2 separate regions of the Zea mays genome follow, and region 2 is linked to region 1. The links are chromatin contacts, called in public Hi-C maps. All regions are on one chromosome and are shown on one strand. Each heading gives the region's core, a stretch centred on a gene start, on an enhancer-like site or on the middle of the called end of the contact. The rest is flanking DNA. Distances are from core to core; before and after follow the strand shown.

Evidence for each region. A called contact is a pair of places that touch in the nucleus more often than the background predicts.
Region 2: a contact with region 1 is called in a Hi-C map of bundle sheath, with 4 times the contacts expected there. The contact joins the promoter of LOC732761 here to the enhancer-like site in region 1. A contact is called at or near these places in 3 of 25 Hi-C or Micro-C datasets (bundle sheath, leaf and tassel) and 1 of 3 datasets of contacts at active chromatin or transcription factors (leaf).

What each region holds. Positions count from the first base shown.
Region 1 is chr4:172,366,520-172,373,670 of Zm-B73-REFERENCE-NAM-5.0, reverse strand. No RefSeq gene overlaps it. Among protein-coding and RNA genes, the nearest start is that of LOC100501623, 86 kb to the right of the region's middle. Within about 2 kb of position 3,835, at least 18 of the 20 cell types and tissues checked have an H3K27ac peak or open chromatin away from gene starts, as enhancers often do. A contact at or near this core is called in bundle sheath, leaf and tassel, where this site is marked.
Region 2 is chr4:172,454,747-172,461,897 of Zm-B73-REFERENCE-NAM-5.0, reverse strand. LOC732761 (histidine kinase) reads right to left here and starts at 3,871. Exons shown (of 11, transcript NM_001112387.1): 1 at 3,584-3,871; 2 at 2,534-2,767; 3 at 2,269-2,438; 4 at 1,646-1,864; 5 at 1,386-1,572; 6 at 1,242-1,293; 7 at 932-1,161; 8 at 647-745; 9 at 1-518. The coding sequence starts at 3,862.

The DNA of each region.
Region 1 (7,151 bases), core at 2,586-5,085:
TATGGGTTCCTCCTGCAGGGGCTGTGCCGAACAAGGCAGACCGACGAGGCATGCGCGTTGCTCGGGAGGTTGCCAGAGGTGAATGGGGTGATGCTTAACACGATGATCCGTGGATGTCTGACGGAGGGGAAGCTGGCCAGGGCGATAGAGTTGTATGAGATGATGGGTTCAAAAGGATGCCCGCCTGATGTGCACACATACAGTATTTTGATGCATTATGCCACGGCACAAGGCCACCATGAGGTAACATTGTTTGTCTTCTAAAGAAGCATCATCATAAGAGTTGGTGACTATACTATTTGCATTCAAATTTGTTTGCTCTTTGGATATTCAGATTGTCTCTTTGCTGCTTGAATCCCGCGTTGAGATCAACCTTAGGAATTACAGGCGGCAGGTAAAGTTAATTTCTAAGGCTAAATGTATTGAGCTTGTGTGTAGTAGCTGACGAAGTTATATCTTAGTGTATGCTTTGCTAATTCTATATAGACTGCTTTGATGCAAGCATGCCAATATGGCCACTGGGAGGTTGTTCAGAAACTGATACTCTTCAATGCAAATGTAAGTTTTGTCCCACTTCATTCGGCAAGAGCATTTCTTGTAGTTTCTCGTAGATAATGTGGAAAAATGGTATACAGGTGCACATGACAGATTATCTCCAAATGGTGGGGTGCTCTCCATTTTGCTGCACTGCTTGCCATGCCTGATTCCTCCGTCTTGTGCTTGCAGATTATGTTCCAAGCATACTGAATTCTGCAGCATGATGAATCATAAGTCATCTAAAGAAGATTCAGCTATTGATTTTGATCATGAGAATTATAAGTCATGATGAAGATTCAACTACTGATTTTAGAAAGTGTTCGGAGATCAACCATGGCTAATGGCTTCATTCGTTGTTCCAAGATTCTCTTTATATTTTTTGCATTTTTCTATCATTGATAACGTGATCAGTTCATGGAGCGGATGTGATACTGTTACCTCTGTTTGGTTGCATGTAGCCTATATGCAAGAGTGATTTACACAAAGAACAACACAACCCATACCAACGATAAGTCTGTCAAAACTCAATTGGTTTTTTCGACCTATGCAAGTAATTTATTTGTTCAGATATTTAATGATTTGAGTTTTTGTTCCCTTTTGCATATAGGCAATTCTTCTAAAAAATCTTTAACGCATGTCGCTATTGGTTTCATCGAAGAGCAGGTACATCTAAAACCATATTACCTGATGTAGCGTTATCTTCGTGTTTTTCCCTATTTCTATTAGAAGAGTGTCTGACGCCTTAACCAATCAACTTGTCTCAGGTTTCCAAAGAAGCTTTATATATGGTACTTGCAGATGATAACTTCAGTACTATAGTTGCAGAAGTTGGTGAAGGGAGGTCTATTTACAACAACATGAAGGCTTTTATTAGGTCTGTTTTTTAGATAATCTAATCCTAGGCCTGTTGCAGTGGTGAGAGTTATCTAGAAAGGCTTGTCTCAATTAATTCCTTACTTCGACCCTACTGATGGGGAGCCTCTGGCTTCGTATGTGCACTATGGGACTTCATTCTATTTGATTATGCAAAGAAAAACAATGTAATACTTCTGCACTGACACAATCTAAAATACGAGATGTCATCCTTGGTGTTGAATTGCTCCACCATCACAGCAGAAGCAAGATATTGGTGAAATTAAGAAACAGGTAAAGCATAAAAAATTTCCTCTGTATTTTTGTTTTCAGAGATACTTTTGTTAGTTTTCTCACTCTTGATTTTACCTTGTTTTACAGTCAAGAGAGATTATGATCCATTACAAACATAAAAAATATGGAGATTATGATTCTAGGTTATTACCAGTTTCAGAGATGAACTCAAACATATCATAGAAGTAGGTAAATTAGTTTTCGTTCAGCGTCATCTATAATTTTGCATACCAATGATACATTGTTCCTAATAATGATAGGTCCTACATAGGACTACTGTTAAGGTCAAAAGGGGAAGAAGAAATTGTATAATTAAGAAAGCATCTCGCTGATTACTCTACAAAGGTAAAACATTTCTTACATGTAAAGGTCACTTTACTGTATTTTCCTTCTTGAGCTTCTGTTGACCCTAAACAACTCCTGATAGGAATCACAAATACTCGATGATAAATATAAGTTAAGGATTATTTTTGGGCTTCGAGCTGCACTACCCTCCCCTCCCCATTCTGATTCCAAGAAACAACACTTGTGGCCACTGAGAGGAAGGGAATTAACAACCCGCATGCAAAGAAGATGGCTAAGCATCACATGGTGGACCTTGCTAAGGTTACTGGCACCGGGACGTACGATCGAATTATGCCGATAGGTATTGAGGCGGCTGTTGAAATCCAGGCAAAGTCTCTGCCCGCTCTTGGTGGTGTTCATGGGTATTACAGTCTTGTAGAAGATAAGTATGAAATACTATGTGGTTCAAGATTTTAGGTTTCTAAATTAGTTTTCGAGCTGTTCATACCACTATTTTGTTGGTAAAATGAAGCCTTCAATGAAATGGATGGCTGCTCACTTCTATTTTTATTGCTCTCGCGATTCCAATTTCCACTTGTGTGAATGACCAAGCGATGATGCTATCACAGATGGTGTGGCGTGAGCCTACAATTTCACTGTAGTTATGAAAACTGATCAGTCAACGATGATGAATCATACGATACTTTTTTTACTTCAGCACGTTCTTTGATAGGGGATGAATTTGCATGCGGTGAACTGCAGGCGGAGGTGAGCAGTGAAGTGTTTGCGTATTATAGTGCACTGCACTACAATACTTGTTTGTGGATGTTAAGCATTTACTTTAGCTTAATCAATCTTGGAGTTTTTTTAATGTTATCTTTGTCGTCCATGCAAGAGGATCTCCATTGTGTTTTGTAAGATGGGAGCCACCAAAGCACTGTTCGGTTTTGTGTAGAACTTCACGCTCATTTCTATCCTAGATACTTCTATCCTTATCCGGATGATGGTGCCTAACAACAACGATAGTCTGTCATTGAACTGTACGAGTAGCCATAGATCTCTCTCAACAATTTATATGCCGTCGCAACGGCACGGACACCTAATACACTCTGTGTTTCCGAGGCCTGGCAACTTGCCGCTCTGCCATTCAGGTTTAAATATTTCCTAATTCCGCGCAAAGTGTTACCTACATGTACTATACTCCAAGAATCTCCCATCTTTTCTTCTCGCGCAGCCTTACACTTTCGTTTCTTTCCGATAACCTCCATTTGATTTGAGTCTCTTCCATAGTCCCGTCCGTCCCGATGGCACCCGCGCGCTGCTTTTGCGTCTTGGACGCGACGCGAGCAATGTGACCTGTGCAGGTGCATGGAGATGGAGGTGGGACTGTGGGAGGCCGGACGGACTCCAGGGGTGGGTGATGATTAAAAGAGGGCCCTCTCTGCCCCTGCATGCCGTCTGCCGAGCCTCTTTCGCAAGTCGCCACCGGCACAAAAATCTTCTTCAGTTCGTTGCCCCGGCCGCCTTCCTATCACTATCACAAGCGGACAGACACCGCCCGGGCGCGCGAACGGCGGCGCTGGCCGTGCCGGATGTGCGTACGCATTCGTCCTGCCCGTGGCTGGTCTGGTATTGCGATACGTACGCAAGATTTCCCGGTCGGGCTGTGTCGGGTCACAATCTCACAGGCCCAAGCCGAAGCCGCTGCCCCCCATCAAGTTGACGACACACGGGCCGCAGGCTGCGTGTGCATTGACTCTGCCCTACCACCCAGACGGACGGCAGGGCAGTCAGAGAGAGCGCAGATGCAGCCAGCCTTACGCCCGCGGCCCGCCCACTAGGGGCTGGGTTAAGAGGTCGCTTCGCTTCGCTGCTGCAGGCCTGCTAAGTGCCGAACGAGCAGTGCATGCAGTGTTCCAGTGTGTACGTTACGAGGACCTCATAGTGAGGCCACGCCCGTGAAGTTTCTATTTTAGCATTTTTACTTGGGCCCTCTGGCCGATGAGCCATTGTTGCAGGAATTCCTTGATCCCTAACCAGGCCTAGGTCTCTTCGGCCCAGTTTCTTCCAGCTTCTCTTCTTTCTCAGGAATTCCTTGATCGCTAACCATTGCTTCTCCTCATCCCAGTCTCTTCAGTCAAAGTTGCCAGGAGACAGTCGTCTCGACTGCACGCACGGCAGCCATTCAACTGCTACACTTAGGCTAGCAAATCTAATAGTATACCATGCTATGTACCCGCTTCTTTACCCTATTAAAGTTTAGTCTATGTCACAGTCGAATATAATGTTTACATACAGATATTAAATAAAATCTAGTTTTATAATGATCATATAAATAAATACCAGGAATATGAGTTTTCTACGTAAAACAAAATATATTCAGTCATACCTGGATTTAAGGGCAAACTCGGACGCGAACTAAATGTGTGTTTGGATCTAAGTCTTACATATATGATTACTCATGATATAGAAAACAATGTCACATATTTTATTATTTAATAGGAGTTCGTGTACAAAATAACTAAATAATTACATCATATGACGACAACGATACTTTGCAACCATAGTTGACTGGGAGACGATGACCTAAACATCTAACGAACTCATCGTAGCGTCCTCTATGCTCCTTATCTTGCAGTACCTGTTCTTGACCTTGGGCGGTGAGTATAGCAAGAGTGAGCTCACATTCGATCATCGCTCAACAAGTTATGAGGAATAATGTGCATGAGCTCACTTACGGTGGGGGCTCATGTGAAGTGTAAGGCTCATCAACAATAGAGGTTAATGTTGAGCATTGCTTTTAATAAGTTGATCATAATTTTATTAGCAGTTACTAAGTATAAGTAGATATCATACCAATTAAAGTAAGATAACACAATTAATAATAAATCCCACAATACAATACAAATGACAAATTAAGTTTAATTTCATAAATTACTCATGTAAGGGTCCGAGCCGCTCATGACCGTGAGTATGGACTGATATACCAGTTTTACACTCTGAAGAGGTTGCACATCTTTATCCACAAAGTCGTGATACCCAATTGCCACGAGGTCATCAATACCATACACCTCTACTGAGGAGGCGAGACAGGGTACCACTATGATGCCTCTACGAAGTTCCACTCTCGTCCGAAAAGCCATTGCAACGATCAACCCGATAACCTCCATATACCGGCAGCTCCTCTACCGCCCTTTTTCCTTTCGGGTAAGGTAGCCCTCCACTAACTTTCTTAATTAGTCAGTCAAGGGCGTCTCACTGTTTTTTCTAGGTGGTTCTCCATGTTCCAAGTAACACAATAATTTTATCATAAACAATAAATAATCCAATGACAGTAAATAGCATGATCATGAATAATATATATCATTATATCCAAAACCACATAGAGCAATAGTAGATACTACCCCAAAGTTCAGTGGTAAGCAAGGTGTAAAGTAAGCCAAACTAGGGTAGCCTATTAGGTCCCATCAAATTAACTTGATCATGTCACAGTGATTAACAGGAACATTATTAGGTAAAGAAGAGTGATCAAGGACACAACTTGCCCATTACTTACGATAACATGTTGCCCAAATGATACCATAAAAGTTGGGGCTTCACATTCCTCGTTTTTTTTATTGCACCCTACAAATCAGTCTCGATGAACAATACTAAATTTAACATTATCCCTACCAGAACAATTCAAATGTGGCAGACACTAAGTGAAAACATCGAGTATCATAAGATATATGTCATCAGAAGTTGTTAAAACATGGTACGTTTGTTTGCATAAATATGTATAGAAAAATAGATAATAATCAAACGGATGGCATGGTGCTATAATTGGCGCTTTTATAAGATTAAATAGGAAATGTTCCAGAAGCTCGAATTATCGCTTTTAGACCTCGATCTCATCGATCTGGTTATAGATGTTCAATTATATGCATTTGGCCTGCTATGGATCATAGACATTTCGGTTATGCGGTGAAACTGAGATTAGCGTGAATATATTTCCTTGAACATATAGAATAGAGGTTTTATATTTCTTATTTATGGTATATGATCTACGTTTATCAACCCATAACAATTGACTTTGTAAACGCTTCAGTAGTATATTTCCTTGAACATATATGATCCACTGCACGTTTATCAACCCATAACAATTGATAATAACAATCTAGCTTCGGCTGCAGGTACCGCTGAATACATGAAACGTGAAAAACTTGGGTAGATAATGATCAGTAGTTAAGCGCAGTCGTATATTTTATCTCAGGATTTTGTAAACGCTATATTGCGATTCGCAAAAGAAAAATAGACAGATGTATTTAAGCTGAGCAACATATATAGGATCTAGATCACAAAACAAGCCAACCCCTTTATTTATTATGAAAACCATACATTTCGCACACTTTTTTTTGAAAGGAAAAGACAAAAGATTTGTCATTTCAATATATTAGAAGAGAGTAAAAACTTTACAAACTGGTCCAAACTAGCACAAACTCATACAACTTAACAATCATGCGCTAGTCGGAACACTGACACTGAAACAAAACCCGACCCCTTGACCAGCAGACATCAAGAAAGAGGGTTAGGGCAACCAGCCGCTACAGACATTTCGCACACTTAGAACACTGAAGTAGCCAAGCATCATATCATACTGTAGATTGTAATCATTATTATCACATGGAAAATACCACAACACAAACTTATTAGTTGTTCATATATTGTTTTATTAGTTAAGTCCATCTACACTGATCGATGGCGCCAACCGTTATGGATTTCTCCTGTCGTTTGCCTTCAGTCAGCCGTGATGGCATGTCGGATTCTGAGGGCTAAAAGTCCCGCAGGAGGGACCAGAACCAGCCTTCAGTCGCTGCAGGTACCGGTTTTTGATGGACTGTATGACGGGAGGGTCGCCGGCGGAGGTGGCGTCGCCGGCGCATGTACCGCTTTCTAGCCGCCGTGCCGCCGCCGATCCCGGCGACGATGATGATGCCAGCAGCATTATCAGCACTACAGTAATCGTCAGGGGGGAAACGAACCTGGTCTGTTGGAACCGGACCGCCGACACACGGCGTGTCCGTCGGGCCGCCCGCACACACGGCGCGCCCACCCAGGCTATCGGACCGCGACACACGCACCCACACGTATAGCAGCGGGCTTTAGGTCTCTTGGGCCAACACTCCCCCCAAAAAGCTAGTCTT
Region 2 (7,151 bases), core at 2,622-5,121, 88 kb before region 1:
ACTGAAATATCTTTGTATGAGCGCTTCAGTGTGGTGGAGAAAGTGAATGTACTTCCAACAAAAGGACGGCTGACAAAACTTATCTGCCCACCCATAAGTTCAGCTAGGCACTTGCTAATGCTTAAACCGATGCCAGTACCACCATAATTCCTTGAAGTTGAACTATCAGCCTGCATAAACGGTGTAAAAACACGATCTTGTGCTTGCAATGGTATCCCAACACCTGTGTCCTCAATACTTATCGCTAGTGTGACATGGTCTGAATCACTTTGATCAGAATTTGTTCCCTCAAGATCATCCAAAAGGGACTCCTTATCAGAGAGGAGCATCTTAAAATATTGCCAACTATTTCGTCTGTCTGCTGCTTCAAACCCACTCAGAGTATTGAAGGCACCATTAGTTGTTGAATCAACTCTACCATCTTTCCCATTCATGGCTCCATTTAGGACCTGACCGGCTTCCATATTTGAGTTATCAGCCAAACAGACCCGCACAAATACATGACCCCGTTCTGTGAACTGGAACACACGATAAATATATCAGCGCATTTTTCTGAATGTATTTGATGACAGACTTATCTACGACTTAACCAACATCATTCGAAGTTGTAGTGTGAGGATACCAAATACCATAAATGGTTGCTTACTTTGACTGCATTGCCGACCAAATTTGTTAGTATCTGCCGAAACCTCCAAGGATCTCCAAGAACATCCTTCGGAACATTGTCACATACAAATACTGCAAGCTGCAGCAAGAAGGAAAAGGATCAGGAAAAGTATATGCCACAATGTATAGTGACAGATTGGTTCAGGCAAAACTGCATTATTCGTCAGTTGCTCAGCCAAAAACTAGGACTAAAAGCAATCAATATCCATTCAAGTGATGGCCCAGGCAACATCATTTCCTACTTCAAGCATTAACAGTAACATACCTCAATGCACTTCTCCCGTGACTTTGAAGAAAATAAGGAAATAACATCATCCATGAGAGAACGCAGGTCAAAAGGCACCGCTTCAAGCTCTAACTTTCCAGCTTCAATCTTTGCTCGATCAAGGACATCATTTATCAACGTTATCAATGCTCTGCCACACATTTGAGCAGTTTGAGCATAATCCTTCTGTGTCATAGTTAGATCTGTTCCTAAAAGCATATCCAGCATTCCTACGCCAGAAGGAAAAAAATTAGATTGATAGGCCCACGGAACTGAAGATTAAGTAATATCAAAATAAATGCATAAGTACCAAGGACGCCATTCATAGGTGTTCTGATCTCATGTGACACAGTTGCCAGGAACTGCAAGAGAGACAAACATAGATAAGCTAAGCCATACATGATGCATATGCTAGAATGCCTAGTAAATGAGAGTGCTAAAGAACAGGCCAAACCTGAGACTTTGCAACATCAGCAGCTTCTGCCTGCGTTTTTAGCTCTTCCATCTTTCTACAATCTTCTGTAACTTTGTCATATCGAGAATATGCAGCGGCAATGCTATACCCCAGAAGCATCCATATGACAAATGTGCCCAAAGGATTGGTTATGGCAGACCACTGCATAGGAAGCTTTTGTCTATACCTGCAGGTTGACAACATTAGTGGAAAACAAAAGCAGCCAAGAAAATTAAGATTTACAGATAAGGACTACCAACCTGCACCTCATTTCATGCCTCCTAAACGGATCTCCAAAATCCAACATGCTAACATGCAAGAAAGGCACGCGCTCATCCGAACTAGAAGGTCCATACAAAACCATAGCCTCTGAAGCATTTGTGACATCATAGACATTCACCACAATATCCTGATTGCCAGCAAGTTTGCTCAGCAAATTCTCCACAAGTGACTCCACATCAAACGCTCCACCAAGATATCTGGGAGCACACAGCAAATTATTCTCTTGAAAATTAGATAAGCATAGAGTATCATTTGATTAAATTGAGACAAGCTGCAATGATTATAACCTGCATGATCTATTACTAAATGTGCCTGCCATAACTGCCATAAGCACGCTATACCTTTTTTAAAAAAGAAACACATTGTTTCTATTATCACCTGTTACTAGACATGTTAAGGTCATCATAGTCAACCTAAATTCAGTATTGATCAGTGAACCACAAATGTGGCATGATACACGATGACAAGATATTACATGATCAAATAATAGTGCACAAAATTTTATTCATACCCACATGTTAAACATGAGTCTTAAAGGCGACAATGCTAGAATATTTGGTTAAAAATAAAACAACAAAGGATGTGAGTTAGAACATCTCACCCAATAGTTGCTTCCACACGTTGCTCAACTGATGCATCAGCGGGGAGATCAGGGCGGTACACAGCAAAAGTGAGAACTACTCCCAAGTGGTTTGATCCAAGCAACCGAAATGGGTTTGTTAACACAGCTTTGCCAGTAGTCCTGGCCCGCAAAATGTTTTCTCGGTCCTCCTGTATCGTAAATAAATAGATTGCTTTCACTAAAGAGACATCAAAGGGTCATAAACACCCCAATGAATACTAAGATCGATCAAATAGAACCATACCTCTCCAGACATCATGTCAATGCGTGCGAGGTAGGAAACAGTATCCTGAGAGAAAATCACTGGAGCATATTCAACCTGCGGGGGTGCAGGCTCCCGCTGCATTGTATTCATAATCCATCCCTGCTGGCTTTCAAACATTTCCCTCTCATGATGGAATACACGCTGTGCATATGCCACCCCATTGAGTAGCGGTCGCTCAAATGATGTCCTTGCCGTGTATTTTGCAAAAGTGTCCTGTGTCGGACATTAATTATTAAGCCAAAATAGAATACTGGACAATAATATGCTATAAATTGCAAGAATCAGAAGAAGACATCTTGTTGATTTACCAAAAGTAATGATGCAACGAATAAGATTGGTCATTGTATGCAAAAACGAGCACGTCTTCAAATAACATGGGCCCATGACACTGCACGCCTAAACTATAGGTAAATCGACAAAAAAAAAGGGGGGGAAGAGAAACGAAGTGTAGATGCAGGAAAGGACGGCTTTGAGGATCAATAATCTAAGCAAAAGAAAAGAGAGGCAGAAAGCAGCTTCTAACATAATTTAATCTCTGCGACAGGGACCTTTCTCAGAATAAACAAGGAATCAAAAGGTTGGCAAAAGAGCACACCCCAATGGATGTCAAAGTAACCCCCAGATGGTTTTGCAGCGAACACACTAATCACTCTATGAACAAACAATGTGCCACCAACCCAACAGTTCAGTTCAGCTACGTCTCCAATAAGCCTAAAAAATCCCCGCCTAACCGCCGCAGGAATGGACATTTTTTTTCTTTCCACAAGACTATGAACAGCACCTGTCCCAGCCAACCACAGCAATCATGGCGTGCTAAACGACGGTAAGCGTCAACAAACAACAACGCATCTCTATATCTCTATTTCTCCCCTTTTTTTTCTGTTTGCTCCTTTAAAGAAAAGAGACAACCCACAGAACAATGTGTAGGATCTCGGGGTCCGCTATTGCTAAACCAACTGCCAATTGATACCGTGGCATAGCAATCTACAAGAGCAATGGCGGAGAAGAGGGGGGCGAATGGTGACGAACCTGGTCGATAGCGGAAGGGGACTTATCGTAGTTGAAGGTGGCGATGAGAATGGCGATCGCGTGGACGTGGTTGACGGTGACCCCGAACTGCTCCTGCAGCATCCTGGCCCTCTCCTCGCACATGCTGACGAGGCGCTCCTCGGCGCGGTCCATGCTCTCCCGGCGCATGGTCCAGTGCATCACCGCGGAGCAAGCCACCGCGACTAGCACCCACGCGGCCGCTGCCAGCCCCCTCCATCTCCTCTTCGTCATCGCCGCGCAGTACTTGTTGCCCCCCATCCCCGCCTCTGCGCCCACAAATCTATTGCCGCTCCTCCTCCTCCTTCCCCCGCCCAATGCCCACCATATGCTCGCCGACACGCGCCGCGCTAGCCGCCCACCCGAACTTGAAGGCGCTGGGATCCCTATCGCCAGCAGCAGCAGCAAGAGGCGCGGGAGAGTGAGAGACTGGAAGCCTGGAGGTGGAGCGGGGAAGAGCGGGCTGCGGGCGGGACGAGGTCGTGGTGCGGAGCTTCTCAAAAGAGGTGAAGCTTTCACGAGTCCCCAGAGGCGACAACTGCCTTAAAATAATTACGCCTACGACTAGCTGCTCGCGGGCATTAACTAATCCGGCCACGGTACCCGAGCTCTCCGCGCAGCTTTCCCTTTTGTTGCCTCCCCACTCTTCGGCCGCAACAGGTCGATCCACTTCCACTCCGCTAGCGCCCAGCGGCGCCACGAGGCGAGCCGAGGCCGCCCGAGCCCGACGGGGAGGAACCCCGAACCCGCGCTTTTGGCAGCAGCCGATATTCGAGACAGGCGGGCGTCAATTAAAACGGTACTCCCGTAACAGTGAAGCGGTACCCGCTAATCTCAAGGCTAATCACCCGCGGCCTCTTGCAGCGGCGGCGTTGAGCGGCGAGCGTGGCCCCGGCCCGTGCCGGTGGCGGGGGCAAGAGCAGAACGGACGGAGGAGGAAGCGAGGGCGTTTTAAAGACACGTGCGTGCCGAGCTCAGAATTGCCGCATCTGCCCCCGCACCATGGCTGTTTCTTGTTTTTCTGTTGCTGTAGGCGATAGGCCGTCAGACCGGCAGGAGGCAGGTGCGGAACGGGACGGGACGTGCCAAGGAGGTAGTCCGGGAAATAGAGACGATGGCACGTACGAGTACGACGGCAGGGCCGGAAAAAAATTTGTTGTGGACCTATAGATAGGGTCTATTCTTTTTTTGTGAGGGCTGCAAACAGCCTGCTTTACCGCCGGGCTGCAGCAAATTTTTTTCCGCAGGGCCGATCTGGAGCAGCGGACGCCGCGCTGCTGTGTACTCCGTGGACCCGGACCATGGGCCCGCCTCTGCGCCCTGAGGTGCCAGCCCATACAGTTCATGTCAGCAGTAGCAGAGAAACCTCGGTCAAACTGGTGGAGCACGTCATCGTCACGCATTTTTTTATTATGGAAGCAAGAAAATGTTCTACTCCCTCCATCCTTATCGCTCGATTAAACTTTTCTAAGTTTTACTATATTTATATAATATATTAATAACATTTATATCTTCAAATAATTTTACTACAAAAATATATACAAATTTTGTAATATAAATATAAATATTTTCTTATATAAATATGGTTAAAATTAAAAATGATTGACTCCTCGAAATATAAGAACAGCTAACTTTTGTGGACGAAAAGAGTAATATTTTATAGTCTTCTTCATTTATCGACATCATTAGAAAAAAGAGCCACATCATTACGATAAAGCTAAATGACCCAAAACATTGCCGACATCCCAATTAAGAGTCTTTTTCTATGTATGGTTCCCTTGTTAGCATACCAATTTCTAATTAAATGATTAATACTAATAGGTCTCTCTATCTGTAGAGTAAAGTTAATGATTCTCCAAATATTTCTAGCAAAGTAATAATCAAAGAAAAGACGCTGAATATTCTCAATTTGATCACAAAAGTTGCATTTCATACTACATTTTCACCTGCGCTTAGTTAGGTTACCTTTAGTGAAAATAATGTTCTTTCCTAAGTACCACAAGAAAATTTAAATTTTAAGAGAGAGTTTTAGCTTCCAAAGCAACCTATTAAGATTTAAGGGGGTATCCATTAGAAGAAAGTCCATTGATCAAACCGAGAAAAGTCCATCTTTATGGCTCCCAAAGAAATTTGTCTCTAGTTTGGCCCAGAGGAAAAGTTCCCAATAAATTTGACAAATTATGCAACTCCACATGTTTTACACCAACAATAACTTGACGAAAGCATAATTTGGTTATATTTTCATTCATCACATCTTTAACTAAAACATTTTTCCTGCGCACAATATTATAGAGGTTTGGAAACCGGTCCTTGAGTGGTGTATTTAGGATCCATTTGTCGACACAGAACCTGGTTGCTCGACCGTCACCTACTCAAAACCTCCCCCGTCTCATAAATTCTTCCTTAATATTCATAAGACCATACCAGAAATATGTGTCCCCTTGCTTTCTCCCAACTCGAGAAAGCAATTTGGAACCAAGATATTTTTTTTAAAAAATAGATGTTATGTATCGTATTTATTCAGAAGCTTTAAGGGCCACTTACTGAGTAAGCAAGTATTCTTAATGGCTAAATTAGTTACCCCCAATCCTCCAATCTCTTTAGGTTGACAAATGAGCTTCCATTTTGTCAATCTATATTTCTTTTTAAAATGTCCACCATGCTAAAAAGAATCGGGAACGAATACCATCTAGTTTTTTAATATTGTCGAAAGCACCTCAAAAAAGACATCGTGAAAATAGAAAAGACTGTGTCGGAGAGTAAACTCCAATCGGGTGGCCGAAAGCACTCGAATCCTAAGAACATGGGGGCAGTGTAATACCCAATTTGTAAATAATGAGAAAAGAAAGTTGATCTCCTTATATGTTTGCCCTCTATTTATTAGAACATATGAACAACCATATTTAAAGTGAACTGAAAGTCGTCTAGAGGGGGGTGAATAGGCGAAACCTGAAATTTACAAACTTTAAACTTGCACTAGGGCCGAGGTTAGCGTTAGAATTAAATCGGAGTTAGAAAGATTGTTCTCCTTGCTTAGAGTTGCTCAATCAATGCGGATAACGTTTGAGAGCAAACTCAAATCAATATGAGCAAGAGAACTTTAGAGGGGAAAGAGGGGAAACAAATCAAATGGAAATCAACACAAGTGAACACGGTGATTTGTTTTACCGAGGTTCGGTTCCAAAGAACCTAGTCCCCATTGAGGAGGCCACAAAGGCCGGGTCTATTTCAACCATTTCCCTCTCTCAAACGGTCACTTAGACCGGATGAGTCTTCTCCTTAATCACTTGGGTCACTAAGACCCCGCAAGGATCACCACACACTTAGGTATCTCTTACTAGCTTTACAAAGCACTTAGAGAATAAGAATGGGGAAGGAGAAAGCAATCCAAGCAACAAGAGAACACAAATAATCCTCTCACAAGCCTCTAAGCACTAGAGTTGATTTTGGGAGCATGGAGTGGATTGAATGCTTTGAATGTGTCTTGGAGTGTTTGGCTTTGCTCTTGCCATGAATACGGAGTTTAGAAAACTTGGATGCCATTGAAGGA